Linked DNA regions of Mus musculus: all the other regions are linked to region 3. Evidence: chromatin contacts called from public Hi-C data. All regions are on one chromosome and are shown on one strand. Each heading gives the region's core, a stretch centred on a gene start, on an enhancer-like site or on the middle of the called end of the contact. The rest is flanking DNA. Distances are from core to core; before and after follow the strand shown. Region 1 overlaps Dab1 (disabled 1). Region 2 has its middle 3.9 kb from the start of Gm40216. Region 3 overlaps Dab1 (disabled 1).

Region 1 (3,271 bases), core at 149-2,648, 270 kb after region 3:
ATATGCACACACATACACACTCTTGGGAATTTTCTTTCCACCTTAATTTAGATCTATAGTAACAATGACATCATATCTAAGAGCACAATATACACATATGTATACACACAAACACATACACAAATGCATACGTGTGTGCACACACATACATTCAATTGGTGGTCAGCTGCCGTGTTTTGATAAATAAATATTAGCCAGAGAGTGATGGATTAATGCATGAGGTAAGTGGTATTTCGGTCATCTGGACAGCACAGAAGTACTAGGGGCAGTCCAGCCCTCAGCTATCCCCTGGTTTCCAAGTATTCGAGAGACCTTGCTTCTTACTTTGCAGCTACATCTCTTCTGTGTTTCCAGCCCTTGCATTTAAGAGTCACATGGCCATACATGTGACTGCCATGGTACTGGTCAGAGCACACAAGCATCAGTCACAGCCTAGCCCCTTCTCCTTTTGTCTGGACAACTGTAAGGCTGTCGGGAGTGGAAAGTAGCCAGTGACACTCAACTTGGGTTGAGTTGCATGAGAGCCTTGCCAACTCAGGCTTAGAAGGAGCTTAAGTGAACAAGCCACTGCCAGTTAATAGTCAGCCTCACCTATCAGAATATATAAAGCTGCAGCCTACAGGCTGTTAGCAGTGTCCTTGGACTTAATTTACATAGTGGGAAAGAATTGTTTATTTTCTTTCATCCGTCTCTTTATCTATTCACATTCAACATTTTTCTAACACCTTTTCATCAGTCTGGTTGTTGAAAAAGGCCCCACTGCCTCTGCTTTCGAGGGACCCAGACCTAGCTGGACACATAAGAAAACCACACTACAGTGTGTGATAAAAGAGTCAGATAGAGGAGGGAAATGGGAACCAGAGAAAGGGACACTGATCCAGGTTTGGGGCCCTTTGAGCTGTGCCTTAGTGGACGAATGACACTTTCGCTGACTGAGCAAATAGTAACCAGCTAATATCTGCCATGTGCTGTGGACAGAGCGGTGCACAAGACAAACAGATGGTAAATAAAGACAAACCAGCAAATTCATTTCAGAGATTACTGAAAATTACAAAGTCACTAAAAAAAAAAAAAAAAAAAAAAAGGTTACATACCAGAGATTTACTGAGCAGAGAGACATGGATTTGAAGATGGGAAAGTGGCTTGTGAAAGACAACCTGTGGAGACAAGTTTATCAGCAACTGTGGGCTCTGGTGTGGAGCCCTGGTCTGAGGGGAAACTTTCCAGATGAGAGAATATGGGGCAGAAAGAGGCTTCATTTCTATGTCAGACGTTGCCAGGATACCCAACTTTTCTCTTGCTGGATTTAATTTTTCTTCACGTTCCCTTGCTTGCAGCGGGGAGTTTAAATATATCTCTTCCAGAAGAGGTATCTATTATTGGACTTGAGTGTTTTTATTTTAGGCATCTCTGAGAGCAGCATTCTGAGAACAAGCAGGAAAGATGAACAAATAAGCTTTTAAGCAAAGAGGTTGACGGTAGAAAATTGATGTACTCTGTGGATCCGCAAGACCCATGAGCCTGGAGTCCAAAGGCCTGGTGGAAGGCCCGGCGCCCTTTGTTCCTGCTGGCTGAGTGTTTGCAGAGCTCATTCTTGTGGCTTCCACATCCTTGCTATCACCTGCTGGTGTTGGTAGCATGAGACCTGCTGGCTTGTTAGACTCTGGTGACATAATGGCTGCATATTGTAAGCATGGTGACTGGGGCGAAGGAAGCATTCAGGGAGCATCATCAGCTGTCAGCTGTCATGGGGGGGACTGTTCTTGTTCTCAGCTTCATCTTCGTTACCGACATCATCAGTGTATGTATTTTGTGGGAAGCATTATTCTTCCCTGTGGGAGCAATACATTTTCTAGGGACTTGGCTTTTACTTATATGACAAATTACAGGTAGCTTAATTGTCCCTGGCATGTCAGGTTGCAGATTTTCAATGGTATTTGAGGCTCTCTCTCCTTTGTGTCTAAATAGCATTTCCCCTTCTTATTGCTACTCACCTCCACCATGCCCCAAGAGTCCCTCCTCATGCTCCATCTCTGAGCTCTTTATAAATGCTGGTTCCCACGCATTGTAGAATGTCCCCCTGCTTGGTGGTGATAAAGTAGGTTGAGTTCCTACTCTGCATCTGCTATTAAAGTGGGCACTTTGCATAGGTGATCACAATCTTCGCGCCTAAGAAGCAACTGAGACTTAAGAATTTTGTCTCAGACAACTCAGAAGCATGAGGAAGGGTTAGGGACATCTATGTGAACCCTCACAATATTCTAGGATGGACCTCAGGACTGTCCCCTCCACCTCTCTGACATAGGATGAAGAGCCATAGCCTCACTGGGCCCTAATCCACCATAACCAAAATTGGAAGACAGACCCTTGAGCTGAACTGCAGTAGGACACATTCAAAGGACTCCCAGGAAACACATGAGGCCCTTGCTCTGTGGTGTCAAGGGTGGGGTGGTATCTTTCGGAGACACAGACACTCTCACAGGAATCCTGCCCTCCCTTGGGTTTTAATGAACATGCAGGGTGAGTGCGATGTAAAACTCCAGTTTGCTCTGTGCCAACCAGGTCATCCCAGCCTGAGGGGAAGGCTGAGTTCCAGCAGATACGGACATTGTAGGTCAGAAGGGCAAAGCTGTAGCCAAAGAGGAGCTTTTAGCAAGAAGTCACTGATGGGCTAGAAGCAAAGAGAATGAAGACAAGTAAGGCCTCAGAGCCCAGATAACTCAGGGGGAGATTGAGACAGAGGTCCTAGGTACTGAATGCTCGAAGGTGCCGGTTGATTTTTTTTTTCCTGTCATCTTGACACAAGCTAGGGTCAACAGGGAAGAAGGACCCACACTGAGTAGATGCCCCCATCAGATTGCCCTGTAGGCAAAACTACAGAGGCATTTTCTTGATTAATGATTGATTATGCAGAACCCAATCCACTGTGGCAAGTACCACTCCTACACAGGTGATCTTGGGGACACGTGCGCGCACGCACACACACACACACACACACACACACACTAAGCAAGCCAGTAAGCATTATTTCTCCCATGGTCTCTGCTTTAGTTTCTGTATCCTGTATACCTGCCTTGAGTTCCTGTGTTGCCTTCCCTAGATGGCAGGCTGACCTGAAAACCAAATGAACCCTTTCCTCCCCAAGGTACTTTTGGTCATGATGTCTTTAGAGCAGCACTAAACACCAAACTAAAATAGAAGATGAAAAGATGCCGACTTTTCTTTGGTGCAGCAGCTTTGGCAAGAGACCTCCACCAGCAGTTGGAAAGTC
Region 2 (3,237 bases), core at 141-2,640, 510 kb after region 3:
ACCTCTGGACATTTGCAACATGTCTGCCAACCACGCCTAGCGCTTCTTACCTCCAAGTTCCTTTGATTCTAGCTTGTTTAGTCTATCTGGGCCTCTGTGACAGAATGCCACAGACTAGACGACTTACCGAAGAAAACCTTTCTTCCCCACCATTCTAGAGACCAAGCAATCAAGGCACAGGTAGGCATGGGTCTGAGCAGAAATCACTTTCTACGTCACAGCCAGCTGGCTTCTTGCTGTTGTCATGGGGGACAGGAGGTGGACATCAGTTGGATCCAGGATGGCTCTGACCTTATCAAAGGTCTCCTTCCAAACACAAGCACACTGAGGATTAGGCCCAATATAAGGATTCGAGGTGGACAGACATTGAGGTTGGTCTAGCGGCTCATCTTCCTCGGTCCATGTGGTCTGCTTCCCACAAGGCCAAGGGAAGTACCTCCTGCTAGTCCATGCGGCTGGGTGAGAGATCGCTGTAGGCTCTCGTTCCCACTGTCTTGACCTTTCTTCACCATTCATCTAAATTCTAACACCTCTAACAGCAGGCCTCCTTTAGAGCCAAGGGATTTAGGAGTTGAGCCTCATGCCCAGATGGGTCCACCGTCACCCACCCATTTAGGACTTCAAAGCAAAGTCTGAGTGCCTAAACCACAGACTCAGAATCTGTGAAAATACAGAGGTCCAACGTATTTGTAACTGTATTTAGGAAAATGCAAGTCCTTTTCCAGGAAGACAGTGGGTATTTGTTGACTACCTGTGATGGCCACACAAAAACATACACAGACACGGATACACACAGACACAGATACACACACAGACACACACACACACAGACACACACAGATATACACAAACACACACACACAGATACACACAGACACGGATACACACAGACACACACAGACACAGATACACACACACACAGAGAGACACACACACACACACAGACACAGATACACACACACACAGATATACACACACACACAGATACACACACACACACACACCACTTAGCTCATCTCATATTTATGCCCAATCTGTGAGAGAGCTGCTATGAGCAGCCTGAAGATCATTTGCCCAAAATCTCAGTTTCATTGCCGCAGAAAGGCAAGGTTCCAATTCTTTTTGCAGTGCTTCCCTTACTGCATGGCTTTGCAGCAGACCTTATGCCGGGGATTTCCTTGTAGAACTGTCCTCTTGTCCTTGATTCTGGGCCCCTAACTTGACCCCTAGGGTCCTGGGAGTCTGTTACATGTCTGCAATCCACCCTTCCCCCAGGCTTCATGCTTCAAATCTCTCTGTTCCTCAGAGGCTGCTTGCACCCTGTGTCCAGAAAATGCCACAGACGGTGTTTTGTCCACGGCGCCCTGTTACATCATTACCTCTACCTAGCAAGGGCACAGCTTGTCCAAGTGACTGGAGAGAGGACAGGGGAACTTTGAAGACAATGGTGCCTTACGTTATAGCAAGCACTCTCCTAAGCATCTGATTTGGGTTTTAAAGACACATTTACACAGGAGAACAGTCTTTTGGTTCGGTTGCCTCCAATTTTCTGTCATCTGAATCATAGCCAAGGAATAAATTGAATCTTTTTCTAACATAGAATATATTACTCTTGAAATAGTAGGAAATGTTGATAATTGCCTTTTATTGGACTCACAAATAATTTATAAGTTGGTCCGATTTAAAAAAAAAAAAAAGTATTATAGTCTTATTTCTTTGGTTTCTTCCTTGAGGCAAGTATCAGCCTCTAAAAATAGAACCCGTGTAGAGATGGGCCTAGCGCTCCCCCTGGTGGTCACTATTTAGGATTGCAGGCTCCATAAATGGACCTGAAGCTGTAGGCTACATTTGAATAATTCCTTTTCCCCTAAGTACACAGAAAGATTTGATTTATTCTTCCCAGCCATGTCTGCATTACAGAGTACTTCTCCTTAGAAAGTCTATCTGCTTTGAGCGTAAGTAAATGATCTATTCCTCATATACATTATCAGGCTGAACGTCTCGGAGGTAGTAAGAGCTTTCCTGGTTCTATCAAATGTCAGGAAAGCTGGGAGTTTCTTCTTTGCTTTAGAAAATACGGAGGAGTGAAATGCAAGCTGGCTGTCAGAGAATCACAGGGACAAGATATTGAAGGGATGACTCGTGACTGTGTGCGCGGAGAGAGTGCAGTGGAGAGATGGACGGGAGTCTCAGAACCGTGGGTCAGAGGCAGGATCCTGGGACGCCCTCCACTGCAATAGCAGATACACACACTGCCTTTCTCTGGAGAGACTGTGATGCCCTGCCTTCCTTGCAGGTAACTAGAGACCCAAGTAGCAGTTCCAGACAGTGGGCTGAAAAGCTAGCTGCGGCACTTCCTGGCCTAACCCTCAAGCACCTGGTGACGGCTCCCACTGTCTCTGTGTTCACACAAATGCCAACGGAATATTCCAAGATATCACAGGAGCAAAGTGGAGTCATCTCTTGTTTGAAAAGTATTTCTTTTCATTTTTTGAGATTATGTTACAATTGATATCATTCTCTCCACATCTTCGTCCCTCCAAACCCTCCCCTATACCCTTCCTTGCTCTCTTTCAAATTCACAGTATCTTTTTTTTATTAATTATCATCTTCTACAAGCAGACACAAATATACATACATATACACGTTTATATATTTATATGAATGTACATATACATATACATAAATGCATAAATGCAGTCTGTAAATGCTTCTTGTATATATGTTTTCAGGGCTGGCCATTTGGAATTGCATGACCAATCCATGTGTTCTTCCCTGGGGAAGACAGTTTCTTCCTCTCTCAGCACTGCTTAGTTGCCTCTGGTTCTTCCTTTCAGGCTGAGGCCTCTCTCTTCCTCCTGTCCACTTTGCCATGCCTACTGTTGTCCTTTCTCAGCTCGTGCTTAGGCAACTGTGTTGCTGAGACTTCGTGGCTGTGGTTTCTGATATTCCTGGAAGACACAATATCACAGCAAACTCCCTATCCCCCTGGCTCTTCTAGTCTTTTGGTTCCCTCTTCCTCAGTGATCTCTGAGCCTTGGGTGTGGGAGTTATGTCATAGATGTATTCATTGGGACTAGGTCCCACAACAGTATGCTTTGATTGGTTGTGGTTTTCTGTAATGTTCTCTATTTATTGAAAGAGAAGTTTCCTTGATGAGAGATGAAAGCTACACTCATCTGTGAATAGAAGGACCAACATTATAACGTAGTTAAGAATTATGCTAGTTTAGTAAAA
Region 3 (3,346 bases), core at 748-3,247:
GAAGCAGTTGTATGCAGCCGCACAGCTTCACCCTTGGAAAAAGGGCCGCTTCAGCCTGAGTGATGGTAGACCTCTATGCCTTTGTAGCAGTTTATAAAAATGACTTTGAAGGAGGGGCTTGACTTAATGCTTCGCTGTGCTACATTTTTCTCTTGCTATCCCAAGAACCCGGTCATGGTTTGTGGTGACCTAGCTGGCCTTTGCTAGTCTCACAAGTTAGGAGGCAGTTTGATATTTATTTACTTTAAATCCCACTGGCGAGAGCAAACAACTACCACCCCAAACACAATTTGCTACAGAGAGCAGTGTCATTTGTTGTCAGCCCACACGGGACTTCGTAGGCTGCAATTCATGTTAGAGATGAATAAGAAAAGGTTTTCTTTTTCTGACTATTTTACAAGATTCATAAAGCCATATTCTTAGGGAAAGTTTATTAATCCATAACTTATAGAAAACTCCAGAGGAAGGAGAGATGAGAGATGTTCTGTAGGTAAAGACATCAAACATGTCACTGCTAGAACTGAATTCTGCATATATTGTTCGGTGAGCTGTCTTCTGAGCATATAACAGGTATTACGAGCATGATGACTGTTACCCTAAACAAGTCATTATTTCATTTTATATTTAAAAGGAAAGGATGTGAAAGAGTAGAACATGGAATGGAAACATGTAGAATGACTGTGGGTGGGATTCCAATCCTCCTCTTCCCCTAGGCTGTACTTAAGCTACATCCATAAAAAGGCATGTGTTTGGACTCTGGCGTCTGAGCAGTGAGTGCCTGCTGGGCTCTAGGGTTGGTCAGATGGAGGTAGGTGTATTGGGCAGTGATGGATGTGATGGTGGTGAGGGGGTGGGACATGGCTACTTCATTGTCCATTAGAAGAGGTAAAGATTTGCATGAAATTACTCTTTGCTTCATTACTTCATTCATTTATCCAGCATATATTGAGTTAATGTACAGCCCCGTGCAGAATGATCTGCTTTGTGAATGTGACCATCTGAGAAGGCACCAGCTCTCTAGAAATGAATAATCAGTGAAGTGCAGATAAATAAGCTGGTGGCTCAGGGCCATTCAAGCACCAAGGGGTGGATTTTGCTGGTTTGGAAGGGTCGACCTCTGAGTCAAGCATTTTGAGAGTGAGTTGTTGGTGTTGGGCTCCAGGATTGATTATCTGGTGACGTATGTGGCAGAAACTTCTTACCTCTGAGTGCATACAGTCTGTTACAGAAGACATGACTTTCTGGCTCCGAGGGCCAGCATTATGTCTGGAGAAGGCTGAGCAGTTTGGGACAAGTGGATCATAGAATATGTGTATGGAGAAGGGATGTAGGGACCATGGAAAAGGCAGCTGAAAAGACCATGGTGGTTCCTAAGTCTTAGAGGGGTGATCTCTGCCTTTCCAGCTTCTCCTCTTGTCCGGAGTGAAGCAGCAGACTGTAGAGAAATAGTGCTGTGTTTATTTGGTTTATAATGAAGCTGCGTGTCTCAGGTGTGGTGGATATTAATCGTCTTATAAATCCTCATCGTTCCTGTTGTAGGAACTACAAACTCAGGTGCCCACAAGGATGGGCCTCCCTGAGTGAGACGGATGAGCAGGACCACTGGCAAGCTCAGCCAGTGGCTCCCGTAGGGAATGTCAGAGACTCTGAAGTAGAGAGTGTGCATCCTCTAAAGATCCGGCACTAAATTAGATAAACAAACAAGCAAAAAATACGTTACAGTGTTTAGCTTATGCAGTACTTATTGGTGAATTCTGGCCTCTTCTTCATAAGTAGTAGGTGTGTGACTATTTATAAATCTACAAGTGGAAATTCAATCAATAAACCAAGGTGTGGCAGGGAGTCAGACCATTTCTTAGTAAATGACGTTTCTGTAGGCGTGTAGAAATGGGTGGAAATTGGCCCTTGTGTATTTTTATTTCCCCAGTCACCTTGTTTGTCTTTTGTGATTAAACACTGCTGATACATCGTAAAAAGCTTGAGCAGAGACCTCGTCCACAGTGGCGCTGGCATGCTCTCTGCCATTGGCTCTGTTGGCTCGGCAGCACTGAAGTCTGCCTTCGCCTCTGCTGCAGCTCCATAATTAAGCCCCTTATGTTGTGCTCTCAAGCCATATCCTTGCAGTGTGTCAAATGAGTAGTCTTCAGGCCTTAATGACAGTGTTGCCTGGCTTCCTCATTGAGGGTTGAGATTTCCCAGCCACTGAAATATGCACATTTCAATCCAGAGTTGAGAATACCAGCAACTTAGTAGTTACTGTGGAATTGAGTGAATGTCATAAATATTTATTTATCTTTTTCATAGCTGGCATAAAAATGTTAGGATATAAAAAAGTTGTTCAGTATAAAAACAACAGGAAATTCATTGGCTATACATCTCCTGAATGCGTGTGTCTCTTCAGGTTTTCATTAGCGTCTAGCAATATACTTTGAGAAATTAGATTTGAAGCAAAGCTCTGGCAGAATATGAAAGAGCCCAGTGCTGTAATTAACCCGTTTTAAGCAAGAATCCAGGCTCACAGCAGCCTGCTGTTAACTGTATAGTGGCTCAAGCCAAAGTGAACGTGTTTCTCTTTTACAACTTTTAAAGATTAAACTAGTCTCATGTTAATTGAGTTTGGAGAATGAAACTGGGGCAAAGGTCGCTTACACTGTTTCTATGCAGAGGCAGCCAGTGTTACTCTTTTGAGCTATGGAGAGAAAGAAAGAGGTTTGGAGCTAGATCAGCATCAACACATGTTTCAGGTTACTTGATTTTGACAAGTTCCATTTCTCTCATCTATAAAGAACAAAGTCAACACCTGCTTATCTGCTATTTTATGGGGCTTTTTTTTTTTTTTTTGCAGGGTGTGGGGGATGGATTTTAAGGGATTTCTTTTTTTTTTTTAGGCTTTTTTAGTATATTTAATGGGCTAAAAGAAACTCATTTAACAAAACAGGATGCAATTCAATAGTGATTCAAAGCAAGCATGCCAAGTACAACATACAGAGTTACTGGCTAAACCCAATTATAATGTTGAAGGAGCGAGGATGGATTTGTGCTGTGGCACTGGGAAGAACACGCAGTGTGACTTTGTTCTATATAATTTTGATCATAGCATTTCTTCTTGATACTCATCACCTCTTTCTTTTGTGATAAAAGGGACTGCCCAAAGAACATGTGCTCCAACCCATGTTTTCAGGCAGTAAACATCGAAACAAGGAGTACAGAAAATAGAGTGTCTTTTAGATAAGTTCATTGGTTAGTTGATTGAGTTGATGTTTTGGTTGATTGAGTAATTGCTTGGCTGATTGGTTGATTGATGTGATCCAATTGGTTTCTGTATTGGAGTTCACTAGAGAAACAG

Evidence for each region. A called contact is a pair of places that touch in the nucleus more often than the background predicts.
Region 1: a contact with region 3 is called in a Hi-C map of cortical neurons, with 2.6 times the contacts expected there. The contact joins two enhancer-like sites. A contact is called at or near these places in 4 of 484 Hi-C or Micro-C datasets (cerebral cortex, cortical neurons and myocytes) and 2 of 115 datasets of contacts at active chromatin or transcription factors (astrocytes and embryonic basal ganglia).
Region 2: a Hi-C map of cortical neurons shows a contact between it and region 3, with 3 times the contacts expected there. The contact joins two enhancer-like sites. A contact is called at or near these places in 1 of 39 promoter capture datasets (liver), 15 of 484 Hi-C or Micro-C datasets (cerebellar granule neurons, cortical neurons, embryonic somatosensory cortex and 6 more) and 5 of 115 datasets of contacts at active chromatin or transcription factors (astrocytes, embryonic basal ganglia, embryonic forebrain and 2 more).

What each region holds. Positions count from the first base shown.
Region 1 is chr4:104,655,458-104,658,728 of GRCm38.p6, forward strand. The region is part of intron 7 of Dab1 (disabled 1); the gene reads left to right. Among named protein-coding and RNA genes, the nearest start is that of C8b, 110 kb to the right of the region's middle. Within about 2 kb of position 1,399, at least 13 of the 459 cell types and tissues checked have an H3K27ac peak or open chromatin away from gene starts, as enhancers often do. A contact at or near this core is called in cerebral cortex and cortical neurons, where this site is marked.
Region 2 is chr4:104,892,406-104,895,642 of GRCm38.p6, forward strand. It overlaps a transcript of Fyb2 not described here. Among named protein-coding and RNA genes, the nearest start is that of Gm40216, 3.9 kb to the left of the region's middle. Within about 2 kb of position 1,391, at least 11 of the 459 cell types and tissues checked have an H3K27ac peak or open chromatin away from gene starts, as enhancers often do. A contact at or near this core is called in cortical neurons and forebrain, where this site is marked.
Region 3 is chr4:104,382,899-104,386,244 of GRCm38.p6, forward strand. The region is part of intron 4 of Dab1 (disabled 1); the gene reads left to right. Among named protein-coding and RNA genes, the nearest start is that of Gm36661, 360 kb to the left of the region's middle. Within about 2 kb of position 1,998, at least 24 of the 459 cell types and tissues checked have an H3K27ac peak or open chromatin away from gene starts, as enhancers often do. A contact at or near this core is called in cerebral cortex, cortical neurons and forebrain, where this site is marked.